3 separate regions of the Sus scrofa genome follow, and all the other regions are linked to region 1. Evidence: chromatin contacts called from public Hi-C and HiChIP or PLAC-seq data. All regions are on one chromosome and are shown on one strand. Each heading gives the region's core, a stretch centred on a gene start, on an enhancer-like site or on the middle of the called end of the contact. The rest is flanking DNA. Distances are from core to core; before and after follow the strand shown. Region 1 has its middle 53 kb from the start of SEC14L1. Region 2 overlaps LOC100516105 (a long non-coding RNA gene). Region 3 has its middle 14 kb from the start of SEC14L1.

The links. Hi-C and Micro-C count contacts between places; a contact is called where the count stands out from the background. HiChIP or PLAC-seq counts read pairs in DNA pulled down with a chosen protein or histone mark.
Region 2: a contact with region 1 is called in a Hi-C map of alveolar macrophages, with 3 times the contacts expected there. The contact joins two enhancer-like sites. A contact is called at or near these places in 3 of 5 promoter capture datasets (fetal liver, fetal skeletal muscle and liver), 35 of 47 Hi-C or Micro-C datasets (adipose tissue, alveolar macrophages, blood and 16 more) and 2 of 2 datasets of contacts at active chromatin or transcription factors (alveolar macrophages and skeletal muscle).
Region 3: an H3K27ac HiChIP or PLAC-seq map of skeletal muscle shows a contact between it and region 1. The contact joins two enhancer-like sites. A contact is called at or near these places in 2 of 5 promoter capture datasets (fetal liver and fetal skeletal muscle), 7 of 47 Hi-C or Micro-C datasets (alveolar macrophages, blood, fibroblasts and 4 more) and 2 of 2 datasets of contacts at active chromatin or transcription factors (alveolar macrophages and skeletal muscle).

Annotation. Positions count from the first base shown.
Region 1 is chr12:4,434,759-4,438,077 of Sscrofa11.1, reverse strand. No RefSeq gene overlaps it. Among named protein-coding and RNA genes, the nearest start is that of SEC14L1, 53 kb to the left of the region's middle. Within about 2 kb of position 1,762, at least 37 of the 83 cell types and tissues checked have an H3K27ac peak or open chromatin away from gene starts, as enhancers often do. A contact at or near this core is called in alveolar macrophages, fetal liver, liver and 2 more, where this site is marked.
Region 2 is chr12:4,528,992-4,532,310 of Sscrofa11.1, reverse strand. LOC100516105 (a long non-coding RNA gene) reads right to left here. Exons shown (of 2, transcript XR_297633.3): 2 at 2,998-3,219. Among named protein-coding and RNA genes, the nearest start is that of SEC14L1, 42 kb to the right of the region's middle. Within about 2 kb of position 1,845, at least 2 of the 83 cell types and tissues checked have an H3K27ac peak or open chromatin away from gene starts, as enhancers often do. A contact at or near this core is called in alveolar macrophages, where this site is marked.
Region 3 is chr12:4,501,606-4,504,924 of Sscrofa11.1, reverse strand. No RefSeq gene overlaps it. Among named protein-coding and RNA genes, the nearest start is that of SEC14L1, 14 kb to the right of the region's middle. Within about 2 kb of position 1,479, at least 25 of the 83 cell types and tissues checked have an H3K27ac peak or open chromatin away from gene starts, as enhancers often do. A contact at or near this core is called in fetal liver, liver, retroperitoneal adipose tissue and 1 more, where this site is marked.

The DNA.
Region 1 (3,319 bases), core at 513-3,012:
AGATCCATGAATTCATAGTCCTAATATTAAGCAGTTTTCCTATCAAATTGGCCACCTTCGGAGAATGATAGGGAACCAATTTTGAAAGCAGTTCAGCGGAAAGAGCCGGGTGTCCCCTGCCTCTCCTAAGGGGACATGAACACATGCCCACCTGTAAATGTCAAAGGAGTGGTCGAATAAGACCGTTGCACGACCCCAGTGAATGAAGAGGTACCGGCATGGAGCTTCCTCAGCCGCTGAGGTCACAGAGCGAGGGAGACAAGGGATGGTCTGCGCCTCTGATGCTGCAGTCCTGTCGGTCCACCGAGCCGATCCAGGCTCTGGGTCCGGCCGCCGATCTGCAGGAAGCACAGAGGGTGGGCTGTGGGTGAGCTGCACTGTGGGAAACGGGTCAAAAGGCCTGGGTTCTTCAACGAATTGTGAGGCAAAGAAAGTGCAGAGTGAGGGTGGGCCTATGAATTAGAGGCCAACCGAAAGCTTTTGGGTTTTTGTTTTGTTTTGTTTTGTTTTTTTGGTCTTTTTAGGGCTGCACCTGCGGGATATAAGTTCCCAGGCTAGGGGTCAAATCAGAGCTACAGCCGTCAGCCTATACCATGGCCACAGCCATGCGGGATCCGAGCTGCATCTGCGACCTACACCACAGCTCGTGGCAATGCTGGATCCTTAACCTATTGAGCGAGGCCAGGGATCGAACCTGCAACCTCACGGTTCCTCGTCGGATTTGTTTCCGCTGAGCCACGACGGGAACTCCCAACCAGAGTTTTAATAGTAGGACCAAACTGTGCACGTAGCCAGCCTCGTGGTTTCTTCAACAGAACAGTTGGTTCTGTTCACTGTCTCGGATCCAGTATGACACGCTTCCGTCCTCGTCTCTTTATTTCACAATAAAAAGCTCTCTCGGACTTCCCGTGTGGCTCGCACACAGCTACTCGCATTGCTGCTACGTGGCTGTGGCTCGACCTCTGGCTCAGGAACTTCCACATGCCACAGGTGTGGCCATGTGTTTTTTTAAAAAAGAGAGAAGAAAGGTTTCTCATTTTGGTTTTGGTTTTGAGTTCGGGCTTCAGGTGGGTTAGTTTGCCTTCAAGGAAATTAACGCTGGTTCTTTAATTGGAAGCTTCCTTCTTTTACCCAAATCACCAGGCGGGGACTGCTGGCACCTGTGGCCCGGGCACCGTGCCCGGGCACATACCCTGCACTGGCTGGCTCTGGATCCTGCCTTTGTTGTGTCCGTGTCCAGGACCACAAAGCAGAGCTAACCGGCTGGCGGCAAGCGACAGCAAGGCTCCTGCAGCCTCCAGGGAAAATCTGAGGCCGGTCCCTTCAAAGCTCTGCCCCCCGCCGTGTGCGGCCCTGAGACCCTTCCTTTCTCGTCCTTGAAGCAGGAGCAACTGGACTCTGTCCCTCTCTGATCTTTGCCTTTGGGTTTGAGAGCTCGGTCCGTCACCAGGACCCAGCTTGACAGTGACAGAGAAATAGCTACGAGCCCTCAGATGCTCACGTGACTGAGCCTCTGCACCAGCCGCCACCGCTGTGTCAGAGACACACGGGGAGCTAAGTCTGGGCTGTGTCTGGGAACCAGAGGGGCAAGTGCCTGGCTGCGGAAAGGAGGGCCCTCCCAGCTCCATCTGCAGAGCCATCCGGAGTCCCTCGGCACTGGCTGGCTGCCAAGTCCTGCTCCTTCCCTTTTGCAAGGCTGGTCTACACCCGGGATCTGAGTCCCCGAGTGAGACCTCACCTCAGCCCCCAGGTGGAGCCCCTTTCCATCCGGCTGAAGAGGGGGAGGGGGTCACGGCTCTAATCCAGGGACTTGCCTCCGCTGGCGCCACCTTGTGGCCATGTTGGAGAAGCGCATCCCCATCACCCAACCGGGCGATGAGCTGCTCCCTGCTCTGCCCCTGGAGTCAGAGCGCCAGGAGGAAACGCCAGCCCTCATGTCTACTGAAATCCGACCTTGGAAGGGATGTGACGGTTAATTTTACGGGTCAATTTGATTGGGCCGTGCAGCCCAGACTTTTGGTCAAAGAAAGGTTCTGGGTATGTCTGGGAGGGTGTTTTTTGGGGGGATTCGATGACATTTGAAGAGGTAGCTGAGTGAGGATTGACCTCCCTGGTATGGGTGGGCTGCATCCAATCAGTTGAAGGCCCAGATAGAACAAAAAGGCCGACATTCTCCCAGGTAAGAGAGGATTTTCCTGCCCAACGGCCTTGATCTGGAAAACTGGCTTTTCTCTCCTTTGGACTGGAACACTGGTTCTCCCCTGGGCTTCCAGCTGTGGACTGCAGGTCTTTGAACTTGTCAGCCTCCAGCACCACGTGAGCCAGTTCCTTATCATAAGCCTCTTTCTGTAAATATACATCCTATTGGTTCTGTTTCTCTGTGGAACCTGGACAAATTTACAGGAAGTTTGCTCTAAAGTCCTGGTGTTGGAAAGTCTTTGACATTTACCAAAAAACTGGTTAATCTGGAATCCTCTCTCCTTGGTGTGTGTGGGAGGGTGTGTGTGTTTGGTGTGTGTGTGTGTGTGTGTGTGTTGGTTTGGGTTTTTTCCAGCAGTAGGCTTATCTTTCTCTCTTTTATGTAAATTGCAGGCTGTTAAAGCTGGGGAAGAAAGCTTAGAGCGACCTGGTTCCGGCTCCCACAGCTGGAGGACGCTGCAGCCCAGGGAGGGCAGGGATGTGGGGGCAGCCAGGTAGCCTCCTGAGCCCAGCTTCTCATCAGCCCACTGTGAACACTGTGCCTGGAGAGCTCTCAGGGTCCCCGCCCCCCGGCCCTGTCTCCCTCTCACTGACCCTAAAATGCAAGGGAACAGGTTATCTCAGCAGGACGGTGCCAAGGCACAAGCAAGTGATTGTCAGAGAGTGTTGTGCCCTTGGAAGTGCTCTGCCGACACGGGGGGTTCGGAAGAGCTTGGCCGAACCAAGGACTCGAGAGCACAGCTGGGGCCTGGGGCTGAAGGGACAACAGTGCCCACTGTCCCCGCCGCACCTGCGGGGGAGGGTCTTCTGAGGAAAGAACCCGTGAGCATCCCACGGAAGACCGGCCACCAAAGGAGAGATCAGAAAGGGCACAACCCAAATGAGAAAGCTTCTCCGAAAGCGCCCCTTGTGCGCCCTCCGTGACGCTACTACAGGGGCCGATGAGACGTCACCAGGCAGGGAGGGACTGGGAGGACAGACGGCTTGCTGCTGGAGCAGGGGCTGTGGAGGGAGGGGGCTGCCCAGGGAGCTGCTCCCAGGCCTTCCAGCGCCTTCTCCCTGCCCCCACGCTGGCCCGCTGGCCCCACGGGTCACCCTCCGTGGGGGGCACAGATCCTGC
Region 2 (3,319 bases), core at 596-3,095, 94 kb before region 1:
CCACCTACGGAACTCATCCTTGGACCCTGGGGGGAGGCCCTGGGTGCCCTAAGGATGTTGCTGTGTGGCCTGTGCCCCGCTCTCCACCCTGCCCCCCCCCATTCCCATCCCCCAGAGAGAAAGGAGGGCAGGGAGCCGGAGACCCAAAGATGGGATTCCATCCTGTGGTTGTTGGGCTCCAGCAGCTGCTCCACCTCTGGATTCAGTGGTTTTTTTTTTTTTTTGGCCACACCCACAGCATGTGGAAGTGCCGGGACTAGGGATGGAACCTGTGCCACAGCAGTGACCAGAGTCACAGCGGTGACAATGCTAGCTGCTTAACCCCTAGGCCACCAGGGAACTCCTACATTGTAACATACCTTCAGCTGGGTTTCTTTAGCCTGTACCAGCAAGACCCAGAGAATTCCAGATGCTACAGGACATGTCCTGAAGAAGAGCAGAAGTCAGAGGGTGGGCAAGAGAGGTGGGGCCAGGGCAGGAGGCTGGCAGGTGCATTGTGGAGGAGGGGGCTTCTCTTCCTCTGAGACCGTCCTAGGAGCCGCTTGCAGCCCCTGGGCTGGGGCCAGAGGGAGGCTCTGCTTCAAGGACTGCCGAGTGGGCAGCGAGGAAGGCCCCCGCTGAGAGGCAGGAGACAAGGGAGGAAGGCAGCCCCTGTCCTGCTTCTCTCACCACCCTCCCTGCTGGAGAGGAAGCACACCAGACAAGCCGTCAGCTCCAAGCAGGACACCTGGCACTTCCAGTCCCCTGATTAGGATGTAGCCCAGCAGCCCTGGCTGCCAGGGGGAATAGCACTCAGCCCTGAACAAGAACAAAGCACCGACATGCGCACAATGAAAGAACCTGAGGGAAATAAGCCAGGCCCGAGGCCACAGAGGGCAGGATTTCACTCCTACAAAGTGTCCAGAATCAGCAAAGCTCAAGAGACAGAAAAAAAGAGTAGAGGTTCCCAGGGGCGGGAGGAGGGGTGTCCTCCAGGAGTGATGAAAATGTCCCAGAGCTGCACAGGGCCGCTGACCGCGTGCCACTGCACAGGTGCTGAGAAAGCAAAAGGAGCTCTTCTTGTGGCACAATCCGGCCTTGTCCCTGTGGTGGCGTGGATTCAAGCTCCAGCCCAGCCCAGTGCATTAAGGACCCAGCGTTAACACAGGGACTCCTTATGCTGCTGGGCAGGAGGGAGGCAGGAAGGAAGGAAGCAAGAAGGAAAAGGAACCCACCTGCAGCAGCTCGGGTCCAGCACCGTGGGAGAAGGCTCTGGCGTTGCCCCGCCTGTGGTCTACATCACAGCTGCAGCTTGTGTGGATTCAGTCCCTGGCCTGGGAACTTCTTTATGCTTCAGGGGCAGCCATTAAAAAAAAAAAAAAAAACACCCAAAAAACAAAAAAACTGAACTGCACACTTTTAAAAAAATATTTTGGCCGCAGCCACAGCATGAGGAATTCCTGGACCAGGGATCAAACCCTTGCCACAGCAGTGACAACACTGGATCCTTAACTACCAAGCCATCAGGGAACCCCAAACCGCACACTTTAGAACAGTTGAAATAGTGCATGTGCGTGCTCTGGGGTTTCTACAAGTACTGTCTGCTGTCCCCAGGGACCAGTGCCTCTCAGCTTGTTCCCAGCCCTGGTTGCACGGATTTGATCAGCTCCGGATTTCTCCCCCAACAAGCCCCTTTCCGAGTTTTTTGAAATACACCGAAAACTCAAGGAAAAATGTCAGTGACAGACACGCAACATCTGACACAACGTGCTCCTGGGGCTTCACATGACCGGCTAAGCAGACCCGCAGCAGCGCCCTGGCCGGGAGCCTCGGCACGAACATCGTTGCTTCACCGACACTGAGGTACCAACGGGGAAGTGACCCGCCCAAGGTCACGCGGAGGGTGGCGGCGCAGCCTCCGGCTACTCCTGCCGGTGGGGGCAGCTCGGGCTGGGTCATCTGAGCTGATGGCTGCCACTCCTGGAATGGCCCATGCCTCCCTGGGCACCTGCGGGAGGGCCCGCAAGGCTTGCCCCAGTAACCGCACTTCCAGCCCGGCCTCGGCGGGCACGACAGGCCGGGCCTTCCAGGAACTGAGCTGCACGGACAGGGCGGAGCAACAGGCCGTGAGGTCGAGGGTCGCCAGGTACATGGGGCAGGTACCTGGGTCTGGAGCAAGCTGGTCCAAACCCAAGAGGAGCTCTCAGTTCCGCAGAGAAGACACGGCCCCGAGACACCCTGACCACAGCGCAGCGACGGCAAGAGACGCCTGAGGACAGCACTGCGTGCACAACCGACACCGTCACAGCCCACAGCACGGGCTGGACTTCCTTTCCCCCTTTACCAACAGACAAGAAACACTCGCAGACACGGGGCTCGGAGACCTCTCGGCTGGAAGCATGGCCCCATCGGTGCCGGCAGAGCCCCCAGCCTCTGTGACGACGGCCCCTGGCCGTCAGTGTGTGTGCACACTGGGCGGGGGTGGTTTCACGAGCACCCAGGAGCTGGGGGGCGGGAGCCGAGGGACTACGTGATCGGCAGGGCACTGGCAGCCCGGAGGGGGTGGCCTGGGGCAGCCCCAGCACCGAGCCCCGAGGCCAAAAGCTGCTCAGCCCAGCAGGTGGCTGGCAGTGCCCGGTGAAGCGGGGACCAGGCCTGCAGGCCGGAGGGAGGTCAGCAAGGGGTGAGCGGCGCACCTGAGGACCCAGGGACTGCGGTGCTGCCCCCCCCCCCGGGGGGGGACCCGCTGCGATGCAGTGGTCACACCTGGGAAATTCCACCGAGTGAGGCACCCCCTCCCCTGACCAAGCTGCACCCTCCTTCCTAGAGCACCTCCCGCCGTCACGACAGAGGCGACAGTCACCTCCTCCCACCCGCCACCATTTCTTGACCGTTGACGCCCCTCCAGGCCCCAGGGCTCACCCTCGCACAGAGGAGCACGAGGGGCTCTGGAAGTCGCTCTCTGGTCGAGTCTGCACCTCGGGGACAGAGGCAACGTGGTCACTGGTGTGGAACCCGTAAGGTCTACAAACTCTCCTGGGGTCTGAGTCCTTTTATTCACACTCATACAAAGCAGGGTCCTAGGCAGGTCCGCATTTAACAATTAAGTCAGTAAGAAATACACCGAACCGACCAGGGAGGTCCCGCAACAAAACACCACGCTTCCGCGCAGACAAACGGACAGAAAGGAGACCGGCGACTCCGCCCCCCGTGCGAGCACACCGCTTCCGAGAAACTCACCTGCAAAGAAAGGACACGTGATCAGTTTTTACTCTACTTCCAGAGTCTGAACATTCAGGGGATTTAAATCTGTTAGCACAAGAAAACACCCCCCCCAGTC
Region 3 (3,319 bases), core at 230-2,729, 67 kb before region 1:
GGTCTGATTTGGCCTTTTACAGGGGGCCCGGAAATGGTCCCGCCTGGGAGAAGACTTTGCCAACAACACCAGCCCAACAGCTGGCTGGCACCCGCTGCACAAGCCTGGTTCGACGTTCTCTTGAACCTGAAGACCCAAGGCTTCGAGGCCGGGGCAAGGTGACCATCTCATCTCTCTCTCTCTCTCTCTCTTTTTTTTTTTTGTCTTTTTTTGCCATTTCTTGGGCCTGATATCATGCTATATGGAGGTTCCCAGACTACACCACCAGCCTACGCCAGAACCACAGCAACGCGGGATCCAAGCCGCGTCTGCGATCTACACCACAGCTCATGGCAACACCAGGTCTTTAACCTACTGAGCGAGGCCAGGGATCGAACTCGCAACCTCATGGTTCTTAGTCGGATTTGTTAACCACTGAGCCACGACAGGAACTCCGTGACTGTCTCATCTTGGTCAGCCCCAGAGCCAACTGGATGGCAGGAACCAGTGGATTCTCCAGTCTGGCCATACTTCGAAGGCCAACAGGTCCCCCTGGCTTAGTGCCATCACCTGGGAGCCCTAGAAGCTGAGGGGGTGTGGCTTCTCAGAGCCACTGAGGGTAAGGGCAGCAGAAAGCTTTTTAGGAGGGTTTGGAAAAGCTGCTTCTCCCTGATCATTCTTCAACCTGAAGCCCTCTTATCCAGGCTGGCTCTGGGGGGTCCACACCTACCAAAGGGCATCGTCTCCTTCCTCCTTGAGGACTGCACATCAGGGACCTTAAAATTGATCACCCATAGGGGTTCCTGTCGTGGCTCAGCAGTGACAAACCTGACTAGTATCCATGAGGACATGGGTTCAATCCCTGGCCTTGCTCAGTGGGTTAAGGATCTGGCATTGCCGTGAGCTATGGCGTAGGTCGCAGATGCGACTTGTGTCGGGCATTGCTGTGGCTGGCACCTGCAACTCCAATTCAGTCCCTAGCCTGGGAACATCCAGAAGTCGCAGGTGCGGCCCTAAAGAGCAAAAAAAAAAAAAAAAAAAAATTATCACTCACAGATAAACGCCGAGATACTAGATAGCACAGGGAACTAGATCCAATATCTTGCAATAGCCTATAATGGGAAAGAATGTGAAAAAGAATATATGTACGTATGACTGAATCACTTTGCTGTACACTTGAAACTAACCGACATGGTACATCCACTATCCTTCAATAAAAAATAAAACAAAATAAAAACATAGCACTTCTGAGCATGAAAGACAGGCCTTGTTAATAACTCCCTGTTCTCCGGAGGCGTAAACTAAGACCGGCTCAGGCCGACAGGGATGTCTGCCGCCCTAATTACAGGGGATGGAGAAGGGCAGGAATGTGACTCGTTAATGAGGCCTATTAATCTCCACCCATGAGGAATGTCCTTTGAGCCCCACACATTCCGAGGGACAATGGACACTTTTCTGTTAGGTCATACCATCCCGGGCGCCACCAAGTCCAAAGGCAACAAAGGACAGAGCACGTCCAGCTGCCAGGGCAGAAATGCCGCTTGACAGAAGGAGGGCCCTGGTCTCAGCCACAGAAGTGCCTGCTTTCCGAAGTCAAGGTTATAATTAGGCAGCACGGAAGCCTCCTTCCCGTAATTGTTCTAATGTGCGTGCAGGCACCCGGGCAGGCGGGTCTAGAAGCTGCCGTCTATATTTAGCTGCCATTAGCATCGCCTCTGCTCAGCATTCCTATCTCACCAGGCAGGGAGCAAGGCTGTGACTGGCAATGTGAAAATCCGGGGGGGGGGTTAGCTTGAGAAAGAAATAACTAGTACCTTCCAGTAACCCTCCCCCGCCCCCACTGTCTTCCGAAAGATGAGGCAGCCCTGGCTCTGCCGCCTTCCTAAGCAGGGTCCCACGAGCTGCTCCACGTGCAGCCACGGGGACGAAAAATAGTCTCGAAGACCCTGAGGCTGCCTTTCCTCAGGATTATGGGTGAACTCCAGGCCTCTGTCCCACCCTGGAACAAACACCTGCCTCTCTCTCTCTCTGTCTCTGTCTCTCTGTCTCTCTCTCTCGGGAGGTGGAAGGATGGTCTGAGATCGCGGCATTAGCTGGAGGAAAAGCTCCTCAGGGAGCTGGTCCCCCCGTGAGAGAGGGGACTGCGTGCTGTCGGGGATGGTGGCTCTCTGGCAGGAGCAGAGGCAGCCTTTCTCTTATCTGCTGCCCAATAAAAAGAGTAAATATGCCATGATGTCCTTTATGCGGAGTGAATGCCAAATACCATCTACCGTGGCAGGTAATGAAGATGCTGTCTTTGGCCATAAGATGAGGGCCCCGTCTGGCTTCTCTGGAAGGTCCTTCCCCTCAGCTTCATGCTGCCTACCCCGTGTGGAGTCCCCTGGTTCCATAAGCCAGCCTGGGCGCACGCCTACGGGCTCCTGTCCCTCCGGGACCAAAGGCTGTGATTATGAGACAGCTCAGAGCCTGTACAGACTCCTTCTGAGCCAGCGTCTCGGAGAAGAGGCTGCAGCTTGGAAAAGCAGGAATAATATCAGGACTCCCGTCTTGGGGATTTTTACACGCTGCCTGCCTTTGTCCTGACCCCATGTTCCTCTTTTTGCACCGAGAACCACTGCAGCTCATTTGTTAGACGGCCCCAAATGTCATGAGTCGGGGATGAAAGGGGGCGGACGTAGGGAGGACGGTGTTTTCCTTGAATCTCTTAGGGTCCTGTCTGGGTCTGGAAATTCAACTGACAAAGATGGGGGGGTCACAGGAGAAAAAGATACAGCCGTACGTGATGTAAATTAGACGTGACACGGGAGGCTTCGTAGGGAAAGGAAGCCTCCCCCAGTCACAGCTAAAGCTGAGTACTTTTGGGGTAGGTTTAAATGGACTAGACAGGAAGGACTCTGATAGGTCAGAGAGGACGGAGGGAGCCTGGCGACCTGACGGAGACTGTGCAAGACCAGAGGGCTTCTTCCCAGGGTCCCTGTGCCCTTGGAGGAAAGGAGGTCCCCTGGGTGTGGGGAGGGCACCGCCCCCGAAGGGCTCAATGACCTGTTTTAGGGAGACAGGAAGATGAGTGTGAACTTCCTGTTTTGGCCATTTTCTCAGACTCCTCAGCTTAAAATATTTAATACGTCAAGGAGTTGAGTCGTGGGGGTGCCCGATGAACTGAGCCCCACCCCAAGCATCCTTTTTTTTTCTGGCCATGCCCTCTGCATGCTGAAGTTCCCCAGGCCACGGATCAAACCCGAGCCTCAGCCATGACAGCACTGGATCCTTAACCCGCTGCAGCCTCAGGGAACGCCCCCAAGCATCTTCTTAAGAATTAACAATTAAGGGAGTTCCTGTC